Regions from separate parts of the Cricetulus griseus genome. Here region 2 is linked to region 1. Evidence: chromatin contacts called from public Micro-C data. All regions are on one chromosome and are shown on one strand. Each heading gives the region's core, a stretch centred on a gene start, on an enhancer-like site or on the middle of the called end of the contact. The rest is flanking DNA. Distances are from core to core; before and after follow the strand shown. Region 1 holds the start of Furin (furin, paired basic amino acid cleaving enzyme). Region 2 holds the start of Sema4b (semaphorin-4B).

Region 1 (5,985 bases), core at 1,746-4,245:
ATGTCTCTAGGTCCCAGGAAGCAGCAGCCACACCTGGTGGTAGGTGCAGCTCTGATACCTGGGGTGGCTGTCTCTGTTGGCAGGTTCTAGGGAGGGAGAAAAGGCTTTGTCCAAGAAAACAACTAGGAACCGGACCATAGCTCAGTCTGTAGCCAGGCCCAAACTGAGTGCTGGGCAAGACTGACCCAGAGAGGCTAGAAATACATCCAGCCTCCTGGTTTGAGACAACTGGGACTCAGAGGGTGAGTCAGAGTCTGGGATGGGGGTGGGGAGAAGCCTGTTCATTCATTGTTCTCAGCTCTTGGTCGTGTGTGTGTGTGTGTGTGTGTGTGTGTGTGTGTGTGTGTGTGTGTGTGTGTGTGTTTGAGCACGAGTTGGTGGGGTGGTCCTCTCTCTGTCATATGATGAGGCCAGGCTGTCTGATGACTGGAATCCATATCCTACCCTTGCCATAGGTGAGGACACTTGGTGGAGGGAAGCAGATCACCTTCCTTGGGGGTGGGGTGTTGGATCCCCGTCCTGTTCAATTGTGCCTGAAGCTCAGTTGCTTGCTGCAAGGTAATTAAATAGTTGGTTAATCACCTTTAATGCCAGGCAGTTGTAGCTCCATCTACAGTTTGCTGGAACCTGAGCTAGACCCAGACAGACCCAGCCATAATTTGGAAGCTATAGGCAGGTCTCCCATCTCCCGGCAGGGAGTCTGCCTGATGTCTAAACCCAAGAGAACTTTAGCTGTGACAAGAGAACAGGCCCTGTTTCCACACAGTTTTGCCTCTAAGCCCCACATCTTCCTAAATGGGGGCTTGAAGTCCCTTTACTCCTTAGCACTGGAGCACCCGATTAGTCACACATAGTGGCTTTATCTCCCAGGGGGACATGGAGCTGTAACTTCCAGGCGTGTCTTTGGAGCCCTTTGGCCTCTGCCCTTCGGGTATGGATTCTGCATTGTGAATGTCTTCTGCTATCAGCTGTCAGGTTATTTTGGTATAAACTGAAAATACTCCAGGAATTGTGTGTGGAGTCCCCGGAGCCTGTAGGGTGAGGCGGCAGCAGTGAGGGAGGCCTGTTGTAGCTCCTGGAGAATCAAGGGGTTTCCAGTGGCAAGCAGATCTGCCCAGCTCCCCAGGACAGTGTGTGCTGAGGTCCCTTCATTTCACCATCAGCTTGAACGGCCGCCACTTCTGGGGCTGAAACACGGGAATGGCAGGGGCATGAGGATCCTTGGGCAGACACAAAAGCTTGGCACTGAGACAGGGTACCCCCAGCAGCCTACTGGAACCTCTCCTAGCTTCCACCTACCCCAGGAGCTTGGCTTGTGGTTGTTGGGGGCCCTTTATGGGGACTGTTATATGGCCCCTGGTAGTGAAGTCTTGCTGTCTGTTTGCTGAAGGAGGAAAAACAACACTCAGGACTATTGATTCAGCCTCACCTTGGTGCTCCTGGCTCAGCAGCCAGTGTTTGCCCTGGCTGCCCAGCTCAGATTACGCAAGGTGGTGGGTCTGGAACAATCGAGGGGGCAGCTCTGGGCCCTGCCTCTAAAGATGGCTGTCATCTCAGTCCTAAAGGAAAGTGAAGCCTCAGGAGTCCTGTGTGCTCAGAACATGGTTTCCCAGCCCCCTCCCAACTTAAGTCACCCACTCTTTCCCTCTCAGGGACTGTGAGTCTTTTCAAACAACTCCCTACAGCTAACCTAATGAGTTGGGTAGACCCTGTTCATTTTTTAAAGCACTAACATGTTATTCTTTTATAAACTATACTTAGGGATTAGGAGAACATACGATAGCACAAAGAAAAAAACCTAACAGTTGCTACTCATAATTCTCACCATCTCTCCAAGGAGCCATTGTTAACATTTTAGTGTGTGTCCTTCCAGATTTTGTTTTGGTTATGTATAAATATGCATGTATAGTTTTAAGAAAACAAAATGGAATCCGGTGTACATGCCATTTTATAATGTAGCTTTCTTTCTTTGGTTATTGTTTGTTTTTTTTTATTTTGAATGACTCAAGCCCTGATTGTATTCTTAACGGAGAAAGGCTTGTGAAGGGAGATGATGGGTCCATGTGCCTGTTTGGCTGACCTTTAGGGATAGGGGCTGGATTCTTCCAAAGACAGCTTGTGTGTATGTGTGTGTGTATGTGGTGAGGCTTTGGGGGATGGGGCAGGAATTGGATCCCTTGGAACTGGGGTTATAAGTAGTTGTGAACCATCCATACAGGTGCTAGGACTAGAATGCTAGTCCTCCGCAGGAGCAGGGGCTACATACATGTGCTCTTAAAGAAGCACTGAGCGTCTCTCCAACCCTGACAATTGTTTGGGGGGGGTTTTGTTTTGTTTTGAGACAGGGTCTCTTCCCAAACCTGAAGCTTGTGAATTTGGATAGGTTGGGTAGCCAGCAAGCCCCAGCAATTCTTTTGTCTTTGTCCTGCCCCTGGTGCTGGAGTTACAGACACAGGCTGCCAAGCCTACCTTTTTATGTGGTTCTGGGACTCCAGGCTCAGGTCTTCATGCTTGGGCAACAGTAATTGTCCCTACTGAGCCATCTTCCCAGAGTCTCGGGTGTTTGTTTGTTTGTTTGTTTGGTTTGGTTTTTCGAGACAGGGTTTCTCTGTGTAGCTTTGGAGCCTATCCTGGCACTCGCTCTGGAGACCAGGCTGGCCTCAGACTCACAGAGATCCGCCTGCCTCTGCCTTCCGAGTGCTGGGATTAAAGGCATGCGCCACCAACGCCCAGCATGTATTTGTTTGTTTTATCCACCTCCCCGAAACTCCTTTTTAGCCCCTGATTAAGCCTTGAAGACAGGAAGGAGAGTATTAGTATGTGATGAGAACCAACTGACTCTTCTTCCTTTCTTCCTCTTGCTCCCTCAGAGCCTGCCCTCACCCTGCTCCCCAGCCCTGCCCATCTCGGCCCCATGCCCCCGCCAGTCAGCTCCGGGGCCCTGGCAGTGAGCAGGCACGTGGCAGCCAAGGCCCTGTGACCAGGCCAGGGAGACAGGAGCTCCGGGGTCCCAGTCATCTGCCCCCCCATGGAGCTGAGGCCCTGGTTGCTATGGGTGGTAGCAGCAGCAGGAGCCTTGGTCCTGCTAGCAGCTGATGCTCGTGGCCAAAAGATCTTCACCAACACTTGGGCTGTGCACATCTCTGGAGGCCCAGCTGTGGCTGACAGCGTGGCACGGAAGCATGGGTTCCACAACCTGGGCCAGGTAGGTTTCTCACCTGGCCTGTTGGTGTAACTTCAGGACATTGCCTCGTGGTGGAGAGGGTGAGGGCATAAGCTTTTGCACCATAAAGTAGAGTGTCTTCCAGGGCATCTGGGCAAGAGGCAGATTCTGGGTGGCTGGGATGGGGTCTGTGGCATTGTCCTGTTAGTGGGCTTTTATCATAGTTGCTTAGAAAAACCAGCACATCTCAATGAGGGTGTCCCCCTCCATCCCCTGCATGTTCTCGTGGGTCTTAAGCAGGGAACAGATGCCCCATCACCACTTGTCTTTGTGAGCCTCCCCAGCAGCCTTGTCCACCCCCTTCTCTGCCTCCCCCAGGGACTGGCAGATGGAAGGCCCATCTCGGTCTCATTGCTTTATTGCAGATCTTTGGTGACTATTACCACTTCAGGCATAGAGCAGTGACAAAGCGGTCCTTGTCACCTCACCGCCAGCGACACATCCGGCTACAGAGGGAGCCTCAAGTAAGTGTGGCCCTGGCCCTTCCAGCTGCCACTGCTTCTGTTCTGAGCCCCCCTCCCTCCCCCACACACACCTATATCATCTATATCATCCCTAGGTAAAGTGGCTGGAGCAGCAGGTAGCAAAACGGAGGACCAAGCGGGACGTGTATCAGGAGCCCACAGACCCCAAGTTTCCCCAGCAGTGGTACCTGGTATGCTGCCTCCTTGGGTTCTGGTCTTCTTCCCCACCACTGTGAGGTGCTGTGAGTGGATGAGGCTTACTAACTCATTGGTTCTCAACCTTCCTAATGCTGTAGCTCTTTATTTAATACAGTTCCTCGTGTTGTGCTGACCCCCAACCATAACAATATTTTCATTGCTATTTCATAACTGTAATTTCGCTATTGTTATGAATGTAAATATTTCTGGAGATAAGAGGGTTGCCGGGGTGGAGGGGCTGGGGAGGGTGTTCACAACCCACAGCTTGAGAACCACTGTTCTAGCCCATCCTGCCTTCCCAGAAGCTATGCATTTCCAGTGGAAACAAGGAGTGGCAATGGGTGGTGATAGAGGGTTTGGGTGGAATGGGTTCTCTGAGTTAGCGACCAAATATCTCTGGTTATGGGCTGGTTGTCTCTGCAGTCTGGTGTCACTCAGCGAGACCTGAATGTGAAGGAAGCCTGGGCCCAGGGCTTCACAGGTCACGGCATTGTGGTCTCCATCCTGGACGACGGCATTGAGAAGAACCATCCCGACTTGGCAGGCAATTATGTGAGGAATGGAGGAGAATGGTGGTGATCCCTCGGTGGGCAGTGTGGTGAGGCAGCTTCTGATGATGGCCCTGTCCTTACAGGATCCTGGAGCCAGTTTTGATGTCAATGACCAGGACCCTGACCCTCAGCCTCGGTATACACAGATGAATGACAACAGGTGAGAAATATCACGCTCCCGCCTCTGAGCGTCTTCCCTCTTACCAGTTAAGGACACAAGGGTGAGTCTGATGTCACAAGTCCCACCTAAAAACTGAAGTCTTTCTGGGCATGGTGGCGGCTCCTTTAATCAAACTGGCACTGGGGACGGAGAAGTTGGCAGATCTCTGTGAGTTTGCTCTACATAGTGAGTTCCAGGCCAGCTAAGTTACATAGTGAGACCCTATCTCAAAAAAACACCAAGATGGGCATTGGTGGCGCACGCCTTTAATCCCAGCACTTGGGAGGCAGAGACAGGAGGATCTCTGTGAGTTCCAGGTCAGCCTAGTTCACAGTGAGTCCTGGGACAGCCAGAGCTACACAGAGCAACCCTGTCTCTAAAAAAAGAAAAAACAAAAACAAAAACAAAAAAAACCCCAACCCCCTCAACCCCCCCCCAAGAAAAACCCACAACTGAGTCCCTGTTTATAGTCCTGGTCCCCCAAGGGAGTTTTGTTTTTGTTTTGGGGGACATGGTTTCCATATGTAGCCCTGGCTGTTCTGGAACTTGCTCTGTAGACCAGGCTGGCCTCAAACTCAGAGATCCACTGCACCAGGATCCAAGGGAGGTTATGATCATCGCAAAGAGGATGGTGGCCCCACAGGGAAGAGTGACTGATGTGACTCAGGGTTACCTGCTGTACTCTGTCCACACCCACTAATGCCGTATTCTTGATCTCGGCAGGCACGGCACTCGGTGTGCGGGTGAGGTGGCAGCAGTAGCCAACAATGGTGTCTGTGGTGTAGGTGTAGCTTACAACGCCCGAATTGGAGGTGGGTATGAGCCTTGGCCCTGGGTCCAACATTGAAGGTGGGGGGACCTCTCATGGACGTTCTCTCTGTCTACCCCCCACCTTCCACGATGGAGCTTTTGGCAGCATGCTGGTCCTTAGCAAATGGAAAAGCTGGACTCCCATGCTGGTAGCATGGTGGAGTGGGATAGGAGCCTCTCAGCAGAAGTCTCCTCCCTTAATCATATCACAGCCTTCGATCCCTGCTCCTCTGAGGCCCAAGGCTTTCTAGTGAAGAATGAGTGGCTTGGGGAGACAGCATCCCCTTTCTTCTTTGGGTCCTGCTCATGAGAAACAGTGGCAGACAATAGATAGGAGCTTTGGGTTTCCCAGCACTGGCCTCTCCTCTCTCTTGCTCCTCCTGGGGTTCAGGCTGGCCTGTGCCTACGGGTGCCCCTGGCAGCTGGACCCACGCAGATCCCTTTTCCCACCTCCTCTGCGGCCAGGGGTGCGCATGTTGGATGGCGAGGTGACTGACGCAGTAGAGGCTCGTTCGCTGGGTTTGAACCCCAACCACATCCACATCTACAGTGCCAGCTGGGGACCTGAGGATGATGGCA
Region 2 (5,985 bases), core at 1,107-3,606, 210 kb after region 1:
CTCTCAAATGCTAGTACAGATGTGCACCACCATACCCAGCCTTCACTTATCATCATCATCATCATCATCTCCTGTTGGTCCTGTGGAATAAATCTAGGGCCTTACACATATCACTAAATATTGTGCTCTACCACCAAGCTACACTGGCCCCATCTCCATCATTTCTTTTTCTTTTTCTTTTTTTTCTTTGTTTTTCGAGACAGGGTTTCTCTGTGGTTTTGGAGGCTGTCCTGGAACTAGCTCTTGTAGACCAGGCTGGTTTCAAGCTCACAGAGATTTTGCCTGCCTCTGCCTCCGGAGTGCTAGGACTAAAGGCCTGCGCCATCACCATCATTTCTTAAATGACATTTATTTACTTACATGGGAGGGAGGGAGCATGTGTATCATGTATGCGGAGGTCAGGGGATCCTTTCAGGAGGTCATTCTCGCCTCCACCATGTAGGACTTGGGATCAGGTCAGGTCATCAGGGCTTGAAGACACCTAGGCACCTTTATCCTGTAAGCCATACTGCCACACACATCCCACCCCATCTTTAGATCACCTGTCACTGAGAGTTCAAGACCTTAAGTGCAAAAAAGATATAACTCCTAGTTCTCTGATTTTCAGAAGAAGAAAAAAAATCACTCTCAACCACAGCCTAGGAAAGAGCCTAAGTTGAAATCCTGACCTTTCTACCTGCTCACTGACTTTATCGCCCAGGAGATAACTGGGTATCTCTAGGTCCATCTTCCCCTGTGAAAACAAAGGAAGAGAAGGGGAAAGGTGATTCCTCAATCTCCCCCAGTTCCAACGAATCCAGTTCTTAGGCAGTCGGCCCTTATGATGACTCCCAATACCTTTTTTTTTCTTTCAAGTTTGTCACCTTTTACTTACTAACTTTATGTGTGTTTGCATGTATGATGGCCATAGCATGTGCCAAGCTGCACAGGTGGAGGTCAGAGGGCAATGTGTGTCCTGGAAACATAACTCAGGTCCTTGGGCTTGGCAGCAAGCGCCTATCTTGCTGAGCCATCTTCCCAGCCCTTCCTGTGATTCTTAAACAACATATTCACATGACAGGTGAGGGAATGTGAACAGAGGTTTGATGACCTTCTAAGTGACCCAGGCCTCCTGAGTCTCTGTGCTAAACTAGAACAGCTAAGGAGAGGCTAAAGCCTCATTCCCAGGACCCCAACTTCCTCCCCCTCCGGGCCCTTAATCCACATTGTTGTTCAGAGAGAAGAAAGAAGCCATGACAAAGGCCCTAACTCAGAGGTCACAACCACAAACATTCAGAGGAGGAGCCTAAGGCCTTTTTCCTAGTAATTTTCCTCCCGGCTGAGGAGTAGGGGGCGGTGTTGAAAGACACTGTAAAAGGATTCGCGAAGAGGCCCCCGGTGGCCATGGGAACGTGGGCCCAACCTCCTGCGCTGCCATGGCAACAGGCTCCCCCACTGGCCCCGGCTGGTGCCCATCAGAGCGTGCAGGTGGCGCCCTCTTGGGAGAGAGGGGCGGGAGAAAGGTGGGGGGTGACGGCGAAGGCCAGGGCTTGTCCTGTCAGCCCCCCCCCAGACCTCAGCTCCCACCTCTCCCGGTCCCCTACCTGGGAGGAGTTATCTCCCACGACAAGGCTACTTGCGCGCAGCTCCGAAGTTCCACAGACTCATTCCCACTGCCAGGTCGTCCGGTTGCCGTCCCTGGGGATCCGGAGCGTGTATCATGAACACCCTGCGTCCAGCGCTCCTGCGCGGTGTCCCCGGAACTGCTGGGCAGCTGCCAAGCCCCGCCCCCCCTCCCCGCGTTTTCGGGAATTGTCCGGAGGTACTCTCCTTGGCTCTGGTCCGCTGCTCCACGGTCCCCTAGCCTGATCCAGCAGTTCAAGACACGATGCTACCCACGTTGGGCCAGGGCCCCCCAGCACGACTGTGCCGCCCACAAAGACCCAATTCTACTGGGTTGCACCCGTTTCTGACCTTGGTTTGCTCGCTGGTGGTCTCCCTAGCTGGAATCTGCTCCTATCCATAGAATTGGAACCCAGATCCACTAACACTTAACCGGTTGTGTTAGCTAGGGCAAGTGTCTTAACCTCTCTGAGCCTTAGTTCGCCTGCAAAGTGAGCATGAAACCAACAGGGACCTCAGCGTCGTGAGAAGCACACAGCACACACCTGGCGCCTGGTCAACCCTCAATAATAGTAGTATTGTTTACAATGGAGGCGAAGAGAAGAGAGGAGTGCAGAGTCGCCTCTCACGGCTCGCACCACTCACGGCTCCGCCCACAAACCTGCGACCCACAGAGCTGGGAGATAGTATAAATATAAACAGCGTTTATCAAGTGACCTTGGCCTGTCCCTCTCCAGCCCTTGCGTCCTGGTTCTCCTATCTTACAGAAGGGGACAGCAGCTTTCTGGGCGGTTCCTGAAACAACCAGTTCTGGGCACGTAAGTGGCTGAGCTGGCCAGAGCTGGCTGGTTAAGAGGCTGGAGACGTTAATAGGCCAAGGGCCAGCGCTTCCGGGGCCCAGATGAGTACTAAGTGCATGATCCTCTGCCTTCTCAGAAAGAGCTCCAGCAGAAAAAGAACGCTGGTTATTAACCTATCTACAAAAACCTGTTACTTAACACATGTTTACTGCAGGAAGGTTGAAAACAGTGAAAAGTAATACCACCCGGGCGTAGGGAGTACTAGTGTGTATTTTGGAGGAGGAAATGAGAAATGATCTTGAATTTCTGATCCCCCTGCCTCCACAATCCCTGGGATAAGGGAACGGCAGATAACCACATCTGAGTTACAGGATACTGAAGGTGCAAAACAAGTCTTCATGCATGCTAGGCTATTACTCTTATCTATACACACACACACACACACACACACACACACACACACACATTTGTTTTTAGACAGGGTCTGTTATGTAGGTCCTGCTGGCATGGAGATCTGGAGATCTTTGGGACACACACCTCTGGAGATAAGTATACGACCCCCAGGGCAGCAACATAAATTTTTAAGGAGCTTCTACCATGGAACATTAAGGCTCTTGAGAAATGCTGAGATGAGCATCCTTGTCAATAAACCTTTAGATACTTCCTCAATTATTTCCTTTTGCTTCCTCTTCATGAGCACGCAATTTAACAGTAAAATATACTGTGTTTCTAGCTCAGGTAGTGAGTGCACTTAGGCAAATAGCTTTGGAAGTCTCCCCACCCTTTCTGTTATCACTGATTTCCGGGCAGTGCTCCGGGAAGTCTACTGGTAAGGACGATGCAAGCACAGCTAAACTAGAGGTCCCTCAAAGGTCACCGTGGCCCTGGAGGCTATGAAAAAGAATCAGTTTCAATTTCCTGAGCACCCTAGTGAGCACCAGCTGCTCGGAAAAACACCAGGAATCCTGGCCCCTGCCAGGCCCGTGGACTCAGCTGGTTTGTGTGGTCTCCTTAGTTCCTTCATTAACCCATGTCCCTCAAGAGAATGTACCCTAAAACTTCCCCCACAGCTTCTTTGCTCTCCATCATTGTTTCTCCCCCTTCACTTCCAACCTTCCTTTTGTTGGGTAAAACATCATTGGAAAAGGTCCCATTAGAAAGGGCCAGGTCTTTACCATTATTGATCCACCAGCCCCAACATCCTGTCAATGCCACCCTTTCTACTGCATGACCTCAGGTGTGGGGAGGTTGGAGTTAATGTGGTTTCAGTTCACCATACATAATCACCATCGGCCTGGCTCCAAACACCCCTTGATTAATGTAGCTGTGTTCATCCTGCGTTCCCCTTCCCTCTCCCTCCCCCCACAGACTACCGGTCTAAGGGTTTAATGTGCGGTCTTGGTTAAGCTTACTATTGCTGTGATGAAACATCTCAACCAAAAGCAAGCTGGGGAGGAAAGGGCTTATTCGGCTTATGCTTCCACATCTTAGTCCTTCACTAAAGGAAGACAGGACAGGAACTCACAGGGCAAGGACTTGGAGGCAGGAGCGGACGCAGAAGCCATAGGTAGGTATGTGCTGTTGACTGGCTTTCTCCAAAAGCTTTGCTCAGCCTGCTTTCTTATGGAACCCATGGCCACCAGCCCAGGGATGGCCCCACCCACAGTGGGCTGGGGCTTCCCCCAACAATCACTAATTAAGAAAACTCCCTACAGGCTTGCCTACAGCCTGACTTTATGGAGGCATTTCCTCAATTGAGAATTCCTCTTCTCTGAAGACTCAAGCTTGTGTCGAGCTGACATAAAACTAGCCAATCAGAATGCATGCATACACGCTCTTCTTATTTCTTTTTGTGACAGGATCTCACTATATAGCTTTGGCTGGCCTCAAACTCTATGTACACCAGATGTGCACCACCACACCAGGCCATGCTTTTATTCTTATGTGTTCCTATAAAATATATATTGCAGAATTACACATATCATTGTTTTTTTACTGTATGTATATGTACTGAGGACCTTGGGCACACTAGGCAAGCCCCCATTACTGAGCTACATCCCCAATCCTTCTGTTAACTATTTTGTCTTAAAATAATTGCAGGCTCCTAGGAGGTTGTAAAAACAGAACAAATTAGCTGGAGAGATAGCTCAGAGATTAAAACCACTAACTGCTCTTCCAGAGCTGAGTTCAATTCCCAGCAACCACATGGTGGCTCACAACCATCTGTAATGAGGTTTGGTGCCCTCTTCTGTCATACAGGCATACATGCAGGCAGAACACTGTATGCATAATAAAATCTTCAAAAGAAAGTTAAAAAAAAAAAAAAGAACAAATTTGGGTGGGATCTGCAAATTTGGGTGGGATCCGGAGCAACAGGGTGAAGGACAGAGACTCCGGGTTCCAGTCGGGGACCTGGAATTGGGAACCTGCGCGAAGTCCCTCTCAGACGCCTGGGCCAGGTCCCGGGTCGCAGGTGCCGGCTTCGACCCCAAGATGCGGTAGGAATTGAAGCCCGGGGAAGTCCTGCCCTTGGCGCCACCAATCGTCGCCCAAGCTCATGGCGACCCCAGGCCTGCGGCAGCTGCTCTTGGCATTTGGTCTGCCGATGCTGCCCGCCGGCTGGAGCCAAACAACACCGGACTTTTTCACAAGTAATGTGACTCTACCCCCAGACTCTGTTCCAATGGGGGCCTGCCTTCAGAGGCCGTTGTAGCCGTCATTGTGGTCTTTTCCATCCTGGGAGTCATCCTCCTAGCAGTGTTGCTGTTCCTGCTGGTTCGGAAACTTCGAGAAAAGCGCCAGTCAGAGGGCACCTACCGGCCGGCCAAGCAGCGAGGAGCAGTTTTCCCACGCAGCAGCTGAGGCCCGGGCCTCCCAGGACTCCAAGGAGCCAGTGCCCGGCTGCCTGCCCATCTAGCTCCTCCCCCTACTTCCCTGTCATCCATCTTCCCTACCTTGCTCTGTGACATTGGGGGAAGGCAGCACCCTCTCTGGGCAATCAGACTCACCCAGTGCTTAAGAATAGAAAGGAAGAAAGTTCTTCAAAGGACTTGACTTTGAGGGCAAGGGAAGATGGGGGCTGTTCACTTTTTATATATTTATATGAAATTGATAGTAAGGTATAATAAAGTTTTTTTTTTCTTTTTCTTTCTTTCTTTCTTTTTTTTTTGGTTTTTCGAGACAAGGTTTCTCTGTGGCTTTGGAGGCTGTCCTGGAACTAGCTCTTGTAGACCATGCTGGTCTGGAACTCACAGAGATCCGCCTGCCTCTGCCTCCCGAGTGCTGGGATTAAAGGCGTGTGCCACCACCGCCTGACAAGTTTTTTTTTCTTAAAAAAAAAAAAGAACAAATTTACCCTAAAAACTCATCGACAAATCCTTCCAATGATGACATTATCCATTATCTAAGATATTGCAGAATCAAGAAAATGATATTGGGTTGAGTGTTGGTGGCGCACGCCTTTAATCCCAGCACTCGGGAGGCAGAGGCAGGCAGATCTCTGTGAGTTCAAGGCCAGCCTGGTCTCCAGAGCGAGTGCCAGGATAGGCTCCAAAGCTACACAGAGAAACCCTGTTACAATAAA

The links. Hi-C and Micro-C count contacts between places; a contact is called where the count stands out from the background.
Region 2: a Micro-C map of the CHO-K1 cell line shows a contact between it and region 1, with 5 times the contacts expected there. The contact joins the promoter of Sema4b here to the promoter of Furin in region 1. A contact is called at or near these places in 2 of 8 Hi-C or Micro-C datasets (both in the CHO-K1 cell line).

What each region holds. Positions count from the first base shown.
Region 1 is chr3:117,203,783-117,209,767 of CriGri-PICRH-1.0, forward strand. Furin (furin, paired basic amino acid cleaving enzyme) reads left to right here and starts at 2,996. Exons shown (of 15, transcript NM_001243986.1): 1 at 2,996-3,205; 2 at 3,589-3,687; 3 at 3,783-3,878; 4 at 4,309-4,437; 5 at 4,520-4,596; 6 at 5,320-5,408; 7 at 5,872-5,985. The coding sequence starts at 3,029.
Region 2 is chr3:117,418,672-117,424,656 of CriGri-PICRH-1.0, forward strand. It overlaps Sema4b (semaphorin-4B), which reads right to left and starts at 2,357. Exons shown (of 15, transcript XM_027408230.2): 1 at 1,584-2,357. It also overlaps the pseudogene LOC100761635.